2 separate regions of the Mus musculus genome follow, and region 2 is linked to region 1. A link is a contact called in public promoter capture Hi-C data. All regions are on one chromosome and are shown on one strand. Each heading gives the region's core, a stretch centred on a gene start, on an enhancer-like site or on the middle of the called end of the contact. The rest is flanking DNA. Distances are from core to core; before and after follow the strand shown. Region 1 holds the start of Lct (lactase). Region 2 holds the start of AA986860 (expressed sequence AA986860).

Region 1 (5,109 bases), core at 1,716-4,215:
AAATCCGCCTGCCTCTGCCTCCCAAGTGCTGGGATTAAAGGCATGTGCCACCACGCCCGGCTGGGGGGAACTTATGTAGCCTAGACTTGGATTTTTGATCCTCCTGTCTTAATTCCCACACCTGGCTTCTAGAATAAGGACTGTTTACCATCTGCTCAGTATTTTATTTCTTTCCTAAAGATAGTTCCTTGGGATTGTTCTCAATTGTTTTTATGGGCATGGATGCTGTAGCATCTGTACAGGCCCAGGACAAGTTGCTATGTGGGTCCCTAGGTTGGAGCCTGCCATCAGGCTTGACTTCGCGTCTCGTTGCCAACATTTTTGGTTTTTTTCTAAAGAAAAATACTGAAAGTTTATCATTCCAACAGTACATGAGCCTTTCCTTGTAACTTGTTGTTTCTGATATGTCTTCCTGTCACAACCTTGAACAACAGGTGGCATTCTGGAGCCAGATGGCCAATTAGAGCAAGCATTTCTATTATGTGAGCCAGGTGTGTTAGCATGACTGTAGTCCCAGCTATTAGATGTCTAAGGTAGACAAATGAGACTAGAATTTCAGTTAACCTGGCCAAGGACACCTATCTCAGAAGGAATAGTTGGCATCGTGGTGCCAGCACTTGGAGAGACAGGGACATGTGGCTGGATCTCTGGGTTCAAGGCAAGCTTGCTCTACATACTGAGTTCCAGAGCTACAGAGGAGACTCTCAAAAAGGGCTAAGGAGAAAGCCCAATCATAAAGTGATTATGGGCTTGTCTTGTGGTTACTGTTGCTGTGATGAAACACTATTACCAAAGAGCAAGTAGGGCCAGAAAGAGTTTATCTGGTTTACACTTCAGCACTGTTCATAAGAAAGTCAGGACAGGAATGCTAAAGCAGCAGGCTCCTGGAGGCAGAAGCCATGGGTGGGTGCTTATTACTAGCTCCATCCCTGTGGCTTGCTTGGCCTCTAGGAACCCTGGGCAGTACTCACCATGGGCTGGGCCCTCCCTCATGAATCCCTAATTAAGAAAATACCCCTTAGGCTTGCCTACAGCCACATCTAATGGAGGGATTTTCTCAACTGAGACTTCTTATCTGATGACTAGCTCCCAGCAAATTGACAACACAGGGCCCAGGCAAATAATTGAGATGGCAGTTCATGCTTATAATTTGTTGCTGGGGAAGTAGAGGCAGGCAGATCCCTGGAGCCTGATAAACTACTTGGCAAGTTTTAGGTCAGTGAGAGTCCATGGTTTTCTCTTTTCTTTTTAATATATGGCACCCACATAGTGGCTGGAACTGCAGGCACCAGAAATGCATGTGATACACGTGTGCATATAAGCAAAACATTCATCCACATACATTTTTGGTTTTGTTTGTTTGTTTTTCGAGACAGGGTTTCTCTTTTAGCTCTGGCTGTCCTGGAACTCACTCTGTAGACCAGGCTGGCCTCGAACTCAGAAATCTGCCTGCCTCTGCCTCCTGAGTGCACATTTTTGTTTTAAATAAATATTTGTTGATATGGCTCAGCAGATAAAGATGCTCGCCATTCAACTGTAGTTCAATTCCCAGAACCCATGGTGAAAGGCAAGAAGCCACTTACAAAGTTATCTCTGAACTTCCACACATGCTGTTGTGCATGTACACAATAAAAATTGAAAAATGCAGGCTTTGATATGTTTAAAGACAATCTTGCTGTTTCACTGTGTAGTCTATAGTCTGGGACCTATGCCCCTGCCTCCCTAGCAGTAGGAATAAAGAAATCCCCACTACACCTGACCTCACAGTGTGTCATCAAAGACACTTTCAACTCCTTATTGTATTTTAATGTGATATGAAAACTTGATACTTACTATATTGGCTGCTGAGATAGCTCAGTCGTTAAAGTACTTGACCCTCAAACATGAGGAACTGAGTGTGGAAAAAAGGCACATAAACTTGAATGTGGTAGTCCATGCTTGGAATCCCTGCACTGGGGAAGAAGAGATGTAGACCAGCCTATCCTACAAAACCAATTCCAAGCCAGTGAAAGACCCAGCTTGAAAGCAAGGGGGCCTATGAGACTTCTGCTGAGGCACTTATGCAAGCCTGAGGACCTGAGTTTGCTCCTAAGGACTGACATGGAAGAAAAAGACCCAGCTGACCTCATGGGTGTTGTAGAGCTCATGCATACACATTTTTTTTTTCATTTTTAAGTAAAAATGAAAGATGAACAATGCCTTCCCAAAGCTGTCCCTACTCCACACACACACACATACACACATTCATGCACTCATACTATGTGCACATGTATACAGAGAAGGGTTGCTTCCCCCCTTTACAAGATTGATTTATGTGTGTGAGTGTTTTGCCTGCACGTATGTATATGTACCATGCATGCCTGGTGCCTGTGGTCAGAGGAAGGCCTCAGATCCCTTTGTGAGTCACCTTTTGGATACTAGAAACCAAGCCTGTATCCTTTGCAAAAGCAGCAAGTACTCTTAAGTCACGGGGCCAACTTTCCACTGCCACCCCTGTCAAACTTTTGCTTTTTCTAGACAGGGTCTCACTAGCTCTGGCTGGCCTGAAACTCACTATGTAAGCTAGGCTGGCCTCAAACTTAAGAGATCCGCTTACCCCAACCTCCTGAGTGCTGGCCGAGTTAAAGACGAGCACTGCTATTCAAGTTCCCATGTTTTCCTTTTCTTTCTTCCATTGTGATGACGAACGTCTGTAATTCTGCACTGAAGAGGCTGAGACAGACAGTTCCCTGGAACTAGCAGTTGGGGAAGACAGCCAAGATCTACCTCTGGCCTGTGTGTGCACACAAGTACACAAACATGTATATACAAACATGGAACACTTTCCCCCTTGAAGGTTATACCAGTTGATCCAAGTTCTGATTTATCTGTCCTAGATAACCCAGTTAAATATTGTATGGATAATCACTGTATTTTACAGCCTTGGCTGTGCTCATAAAGTCAGGATTCCTTCCACACCGTTCTAGCAGTTCCTTGACCATGGAGCTGCCTTGGACAGCACTCTTCCTCAGTACCTTCCTCCTGGGTCTTTCATGCCAGGGGAATGACTGGGAATCTGACAGAAATTTTATTTCAGCTGCTGGTCCTCTAACAAATGACTTAGTGCACAATCTGAACCATCCGCTGGGAAAGCAGGGCTCTGATTTGGTAGCTGGTGATACTGACATCTATGTCTGCCAGCAGCCACTGCCCTCCTTCTTGCCTCAGTACTTCAGCAGTCTTCGGGCCAGCCAGGTTACCCATTACAAAGTACTTCTGTCATGGGCACAACTTCTCCCAAAAGGAAGCTCCAAGAATCCAGACCAGGAAGCAGTGCAGTGCTACCGACAACTCCTCCAGTCCCTGAAGGATGCCCAGCTTCAGCCCATGGTGGTCCTGTTCCACCAGATGCCACCTACCAGCACCATCCAGAGAGACGGGGGCTTTGCTGACCTCTTTGCTGATTATGCCACATTGGCTTTTCAGTCCTTTGGGGACCTTGTTGAGATCTGGTTCACCTTCAGTGACTTGGAGAAAGTGATCATGGGTCTTCCCCACCAGCATTTGAAAGCTTCTGGTCTCCAAACCCTCAGCGATGCCCACAGGAAAGCCTTTGACGTTTACCACAGAAAGTACTCTTCTCAGGGTGAGTACACACTGACATGGTGATGTTCCCTCCCAACTGTGCGCTTCCAGGAGATCCCCACCCACACCCACCCACCACCAGATCTAAGCACTGCTGAGAATCTGTAATGTGAACATTTCCAAAGGGGACACAAATGTGTCCTGCATTTGTCTGAAACATCTTTTCTCTTCCTTTGAGATAATATCTCTTGTAGCCTAGGCTGGCTCACTGTGTGGTCAGGAGATAGCTTTGAACCTCTTATCTTCCTTCACCTCCTGAATTCTGAGATGACAGGCAGATGCCACCACATCCAGTTTTATTCAGTGATAGGCTAAAACCCAGGGCTTGTGCATGTCAGGCAACCACTAAGTCATATCCTAAGTGCACGTGAATTATCTGTGTGTGTGTGTGGTTTTATTTTATGTATATGGGTGTTTTGTCTGCATGTATGTCTGAGCACCATAAGGGTGACTGTGCCCTTGGATCCCCTGGAACTGGAGTTACAAAGGGTTGTGAACTGCCATGTGGATGTTAGGAATCAGACCTGAGTCCTCTGGAAGAACTGCCAGTGCTCTTAACTGCTGAGGGTCTCTTCAGTCTCTTGAAAACTATCTTCTAAAACCCTTCCTGAGGGTCAAGTCTATGCAACTGTCTTTTTGTATCCTTTGAAGGGAAGGTTACAAGTCACAATTCTTCCCACAGTCTTCACCATTAACAAACTAATTGTGTTGCAGTGAGTATCCCTATGTAGAAATTCTTGCCCACTCACTGACAAGATCTTTTTGGTAGGGCCTTCACATTGAAATTAACCAGGTGTGGTGGTGCACGCCTGTAAATCGAATACTTGAAAGACTGAACAGGACAATTAGAACTTCCAAGTCAGCCTGGTGTGCAAATCTCTACGAGTTCAAGACCAACCATGACTGAATAGTGAGATCCCCATGCCTGCCCTGCAGAGAGAGAGAGAGAGAGGGAGAGAGAGAGAGAGAGAGAGAGAGAGAGAGAAGCAGTATGTTAAAATATGTGCTTTCTTTGAGACCTCAAAGCATACTGCTATTTACACACATAGCTCTAATGTTGTCATTCTATCCTGTTCTGCCAATTTTAAATGATAAAAGTTTTGTTATACATAGTATGAATATAAAGAAGCTAACTTTTTAGCTGGTCATCATGCCCAAGACTTTAATCCCAGTACTTGGAGGCAGAGGCAGGTGGATCTCTGAGTTCAAGGCTAGCCTGGTCTACAGAGTGAGTTCCAGAGCAGCCAGAACTTCACGTAGTGAGATCTTGTCTTCAAAAACAAACAAACAAACAACAATAAAGAAGTTTAAATTTTTGTGTTAAAAATGTAAAAACTAGCCGAGTGTGGTGGTGCACACCTTCAATGTCAACACTCAGGAGGCAGAGGCAGGCAGTTCTTCTCTATAAGTACGTGGCCAGCCTGCTCTAGAGTGAATTCCAGGACATCCAGGCCTATTACACAGAGAAACCCTGTATTTAAAAAC
Region 2 (5,109 bases), core at 1,225-3,724, 2.4 Mb before region 1:
TTACCTGGTTCAGTTTTGTATTTCCAGATTGATCGGTTATTCTGACGGCACACCCGTAAATAAAAACACAGCACCACATGCAGTTGCAGAGGATGCCATTGACACCACCCAGTCACGGGGTGAGTGAGGATTTCCACACCTAGTTTCTGATACAAAGAGTCTGAGCAGAAGAAGTCTTTCTTTTCTCACCACCTTCTCACTCTCCGCCCCTGGCTCGGCCTAACCTAGCCGCATTGTGCCCTTCTACCAAATTTATAACCTTGAAACTTGGGTGCTGTATCAGGGCAGCAATCGAAACCCTAGGCATTTCTGCCAGATAAGAAACCTGAGAAACAAGCAGAACCGTCAAGGTGAGAGTTTCATTTCTTTTCACCCTTGACCTCTTTTGGAGACTTAAGGGCAAAAGGGAAACAAACTAAGAAATGTGCAAGGCCTATAGTCAGGGCCACCTATCCAAAGACACATTAAATATTAACTACATCTCAGAAACTAGCCAAGCCTTGCAAGAGAGTAAATAAATGGCACACAGAGCCCTGGCATCTGGAGCAGTGGGTGTGGAGGAGGAGGGCCAGGGTGCCGTTCCAGGCTATGTGAATCAGACCTCCTCGCCATCCTCTCCTATGAGCACGCCTTCCTAAGGACTCATCCTGGAGTCACAGGACAGTTGCTCTTAGGTAAGGGACTCTGTGTGTTGCTGACGCAGAATGAGCCCTGGCTGGAGAACACCCAGAACACCTAACAAAAGCTCCAAAAGACTAAAATCTGTACCATGTGTACAGTGTTAGTCTCTCTTTTACCGGTGCTTTTGTGGGAGGGACTTGGTAGAAATGCCCTCTGCATAGCAGAGCCTTGTTAAACATTGCAGGTGACTCCTGTGGCCCCTGCTGATGAGTTTATCATCCATGATAGCAAGTGAAGTGGGCTGGCTCTGTGGAGTAGGGGAAAGATAAAACTTAAAGCTCTAGCATTCAGGACCAGAAGCTCGATACAGTCGTTTAGGGCTACATGCTGATGTCTTTCTTTCCATGTTCCTCTTTCTGTGCAGAAGGCCAGAGGTAAAGTTCGCTGCTGTGTGCTGACCTCCGTGCTGATGGGAGCGAGCTTATTGCTCCCCTGACTGCACTTCCGTGGCAGCTTCTTTAGACAGATGCTCCAGCTACACTTTGTGTCCACAGGGACATCTGAAGAAACACGAAGCATAAGCCCCACCCAAGCCTCTACTCCTATGGACTCTGCCGCATCACTCTGACCTGAGCCCCAGTTGGAAGTCTGGCTAGGTTTGGTATGTTGAGATGAAATAAAATGTGGGTGAGGCCCAGCATGGCCAAGTAACTTTTTTTTTTTTTTTGGTCTACATCGATCAACAGGTAAAATCAGAGATTTAACTAGCTAGTAGACCCTGAGTAAATTTGATCGGAGTTAGAATATTTGTGGGTTTTCCAAAGATAAAATGCTAGCTGGAGTTGGAGTTTCCTCCATATTTCCAAGCCTCAATTCTCCTTGCAAATAATCTAGCTCGGTTCAGACTTTACATATCTGCACAGAGTGCGCCATTATCAACTAACACACACACTGCACCCCTTATTTAAATAAAGATAGACACTGAGCCATGGAGAATTTCCTTTTACAAATGGAATGGAAAACTAAGGTACCTGGCTCACTCACATGACCCTCCCCTCCATTTGACTCCCTGTGCTCCAATTATCCAGTCACTCCATCCCTTTCAAAATCACTACTTCATCTTAGTGCTCTAGAGATGGAAATTTCCAAATTCTAGGAAAAGGTGGATTTTGTTGTTGGTTTTTTTTTTTTTTTTTTTTTTTTTTTTGAGTCAGGTCTTTCCAGGTAGGATAGGCTAGCCTGGAACTTGCTGTATTTCCCAGCAGCCTGGCTTCAAACTTTCCATCCTCCATCTTCAGAGTACTATGATTATGGGTGGATACCACCATGCCTGGGTCTGGCTTCTGTTTGTTCAATATGATTATGTAAGTTAAATAAAGAAACGGAAGAGATGTCCCCCGGTCCTCCATAAAAATATTCCAATTCTGGAAAATCTCAGGCTAACGGAGAGATTTGATCAACAGAGATTGAAAACCCCAGGTCCGGTGTAAAGGGTCAGACACTCTTACAGCACTCCCCAGCACAGCCCTATATATAGCTTTGCCTTCCCTTAAAAGCTTTTCCCTTGCTGCAGAATAAGCAATAGTTGGTTAGTGATTGACTCACCTTCTCTGGGTTGGGGTCTGAAGACAAGAACGTAATGCCCTTCTATTCCAGAGGGCAGAGATGGAGACCGCTTGCCTCTCAGGCCGTGTCTCCTACTGGTTTCTTCCTTTGACCTCCTCCTGACTTACCTAGACAGGTAAAAGCTTCACCCGCGCTGCATGGACACACCCTGCTACTGACTCTAAGCCAATCCTAGCTTCCCTCCCTACTCCTCATTCCAGCTGTTCAGTCAGGGAGGACTCAGGAGGGGAATCAGCCAGGAGGTGCTTCTCTGTCTTGGTCAATCACCTCCTGCCCCCGCCTCCCCACCCCACCCCCTCTTTACTTAGAGAGCCAATGAACTGCTACAAAGAAAGGGTAGGCGTGGTAGAAGGCTGGAGCTGGTTTGAGCTGAGTGGAAGGAGAGTAAAGAGAGTTTGGCAGGGTGGAGGCAGATCAATGGGACTCGACTTTCCGTCTTGAAAGGAACGCATCAGTCTGCTGCGCTCTATGGGCCCACTGAGAACCGGATTTGTTGTTTAGACAAGCCTTCCTCCACTTGAAGCTGAAAGTATTCTCCAGACTGCCTGCCATTCTGGTGCCTAATTTTGTAACCAGCTTTTCTAACTGCTCAGTCATTGACAGTTTCATATCCAGAAGAGGTTTCAAGGGTCTCAAGGTTAGGGATGTAGCTGAGTCACCCAGTCCCCAGAGCTTGCTGACAACTGTCCTGGCTTTTTTGTTTCTGGGGAAATAAAACTAATCTCTCTCTCTCTCTCTCTCTCTCTCTCTCTCTCTCTCTCTCTCCTATAGGAGGTATTTTCCGGATTTAAAAAAAAAAAAAAAAGCTTGATCAGCCAAAAAGGAGATATAGCACTTGAACTCTGTCATTTGGGTCTCTGGTCCCTTTTGGCTGCTTCGAGAAGGTGGCAATAGATATTAAACAAAAATAAAGTCAGCTGCCAACCAGTCTAGCAAGTACTTCTTTTGAGGGGAAATGTCTGGCATGCTTATGGAAAAGAGTAGGTCAGGGAGCCTCCTGCTTCCTGGAAGAAATCACCTCCAGGTACAGAGGCCACTTGCCAGACAGCAGTTCTGCTATTTCCCTGAATATAGGCTGAATATAGGCCATCCCCAGTAACCTTCAACTTTTAAAGGTGTATCACTTGCCAGCAGCAAAAAGAAAAGAAAAATTAGAAAAACCAAACCAAAATACCTCATGCACGAACCACTCAGTTTAAGCCCCTGCTGTATGCTGGCTATTACCTTAAGCATTTCTATGTCTTATTTAACTTTTGCTCCAACTTAGAAGCATTGCCCAATTCTTACAGCCCACACCTCACCAGGAGGTTAAATGACATGCCTGATATTTCCCAAGTAGTAGTAGAGCAGATATTTTAATCCAGATTGTCCACTCCCAGCTTGCTTCACAGTTACTGTTCCCGATTCTGTGACTGGATGCTCTGGTGAAAGCAATGTAAAGGAGGAAGGACTTGTTTGGGTTTCAGTTCAATGGCACACCGTGCTGGGAGGTCCTGGTGGTAGATGCTCCGGCCAGCTGGTCACACTGTATGCCTAGTCAAGAAGCAGAGATGGCCAGTGGCCGACTTACTTCCTCCTTTTTACTCGGTCATCCAGGGTCCCATCCACGGAATCGTCCTGCTGGAATTTAGTATTTGTGTGCGTGGGTGGGGGGCTCAACTCAATTAACCTAGTCCACAGGCATGCCCAGAAACGTGTTTTCTAGATCCTGATGCAAGAAGCAAGACCACCATTCTGTAGTAACAATTTCATGAATAGAGAAATGTAAGTTTTAAGTACACTAATGTAGAGACACCAAGAATAGCTGGCATGGAATTTTGGCAGGAAACTGGTTTTTAGAGTCCCTAATTTTGAGAAATTCTGGCCATCTTTTCCTCATAGGCCAGTACCCCAGAGTGATATTATCTTTGATTTCTTCTAACATTTCTTCTCAAAGCCCCCATTACATTGGTTCAGGATGTAAAGCCTTACCAAATGAACATCCTGGGGCTTGAAAATGTCTCGTTTTTTTGTTGGTGGGCTCAGCCACCCTCACATAGCTGCCTGCCATCTTTCAACTCTCAGAGTTCTGAGACAAGTAGGCACCAGTGGCCAGCTAGGGGAGGGTGGGCCTAGTTAGTACCTCCTGCTCATTTGTGAATGCTCTTGTGCTCACTGCATACGAGGACCCTAGCCATTCATTCCCTGCATTGTCAAAGTGACAATCACTATCAACCATCATAGCTGCTATGCATCAGTCTGCCTATGCTTTGGAAAAAAAATCCCAGTGGGAAGCATAAAGTTCACATCACAGATAACTTGTATAATTAATTCTAACAATTTGCTTCACTCCTTATTTCATTTCTGGCCTGCAGCTGTTTATATGTTTTATAGGAAGACACATGGTGTGATGATGGTTTGTACATGCTTGGCCTAGGGAGTGGCACTATTAGGAGGTGTGGCCACTATGGGGTAGGTGTGCCACTGTGGGTGTGGGCTTAAGACCCTCACCGTAGCTGCCTGGAAGTCAGTATCCTGCTATCGGCCTTCAGATGACGATGTAGAATGCAGCTTCTCTTGCACCATGCCTGCCTGGCTGGTGCTGGATTCTTGCCTCCATGATTTTGGACTGAACCTCTGAACCTGTAAGCCAGCCCCAATTAAATGTTGTCCTTTATAATCTTGCCTTGGTCATGGTGTCTGCTCACAGCAGTAAAACCCTAACTAAGACACATGTTCCATCCTTTCTCTGTGATTGTAGGTGGGAGGGAAGGTCTCTACATTATCCTGAGACCAAGATGAGGAAGATAATCTGAGAAAGCAGAGACAACCCAGTATCCATCCTATCTACATCTTGTGGATCACAGATGACTTCAGGACTAT

What was found. Promoter capture Hi-C pulls out the DNA fragments that hold promoters and counts their contacts.
Region 2: a promoter capture Hi-C map of stem cell-derived epiblast-like cells shows a contact between it and region 1, with 5 times the contacts expected there. The contact joins the promoter of AA986860 here to the promoter of Lct in region 1. A contact is called at or near these places in 2 of 39 promoter capture datasets (hippocampal neurons and stem cell-derived epiblast-like cells).

Annotation. Positions count from the first base shown.
Region 1 is chr1:128,326,174-128,331,282 of GRCm38.p6, reverse strand. It overlaps Lct (lactase), which reads left to right and starts at 2,965. Exons shown (of 17, transcript NM_001081078.2): 1 at 2,965-3,625. The coding sequence starts at 2,980.
Region 2 is chr1:130,729,341-130,734,449 of GRCm38.p6, reverse strand. It overlaps AA986860 (expressed sequence AA986860), which reads right to left and starts at 2,474. Exons shown (of 4, transcript NM_177604.3): 1 at 2,227-2,474.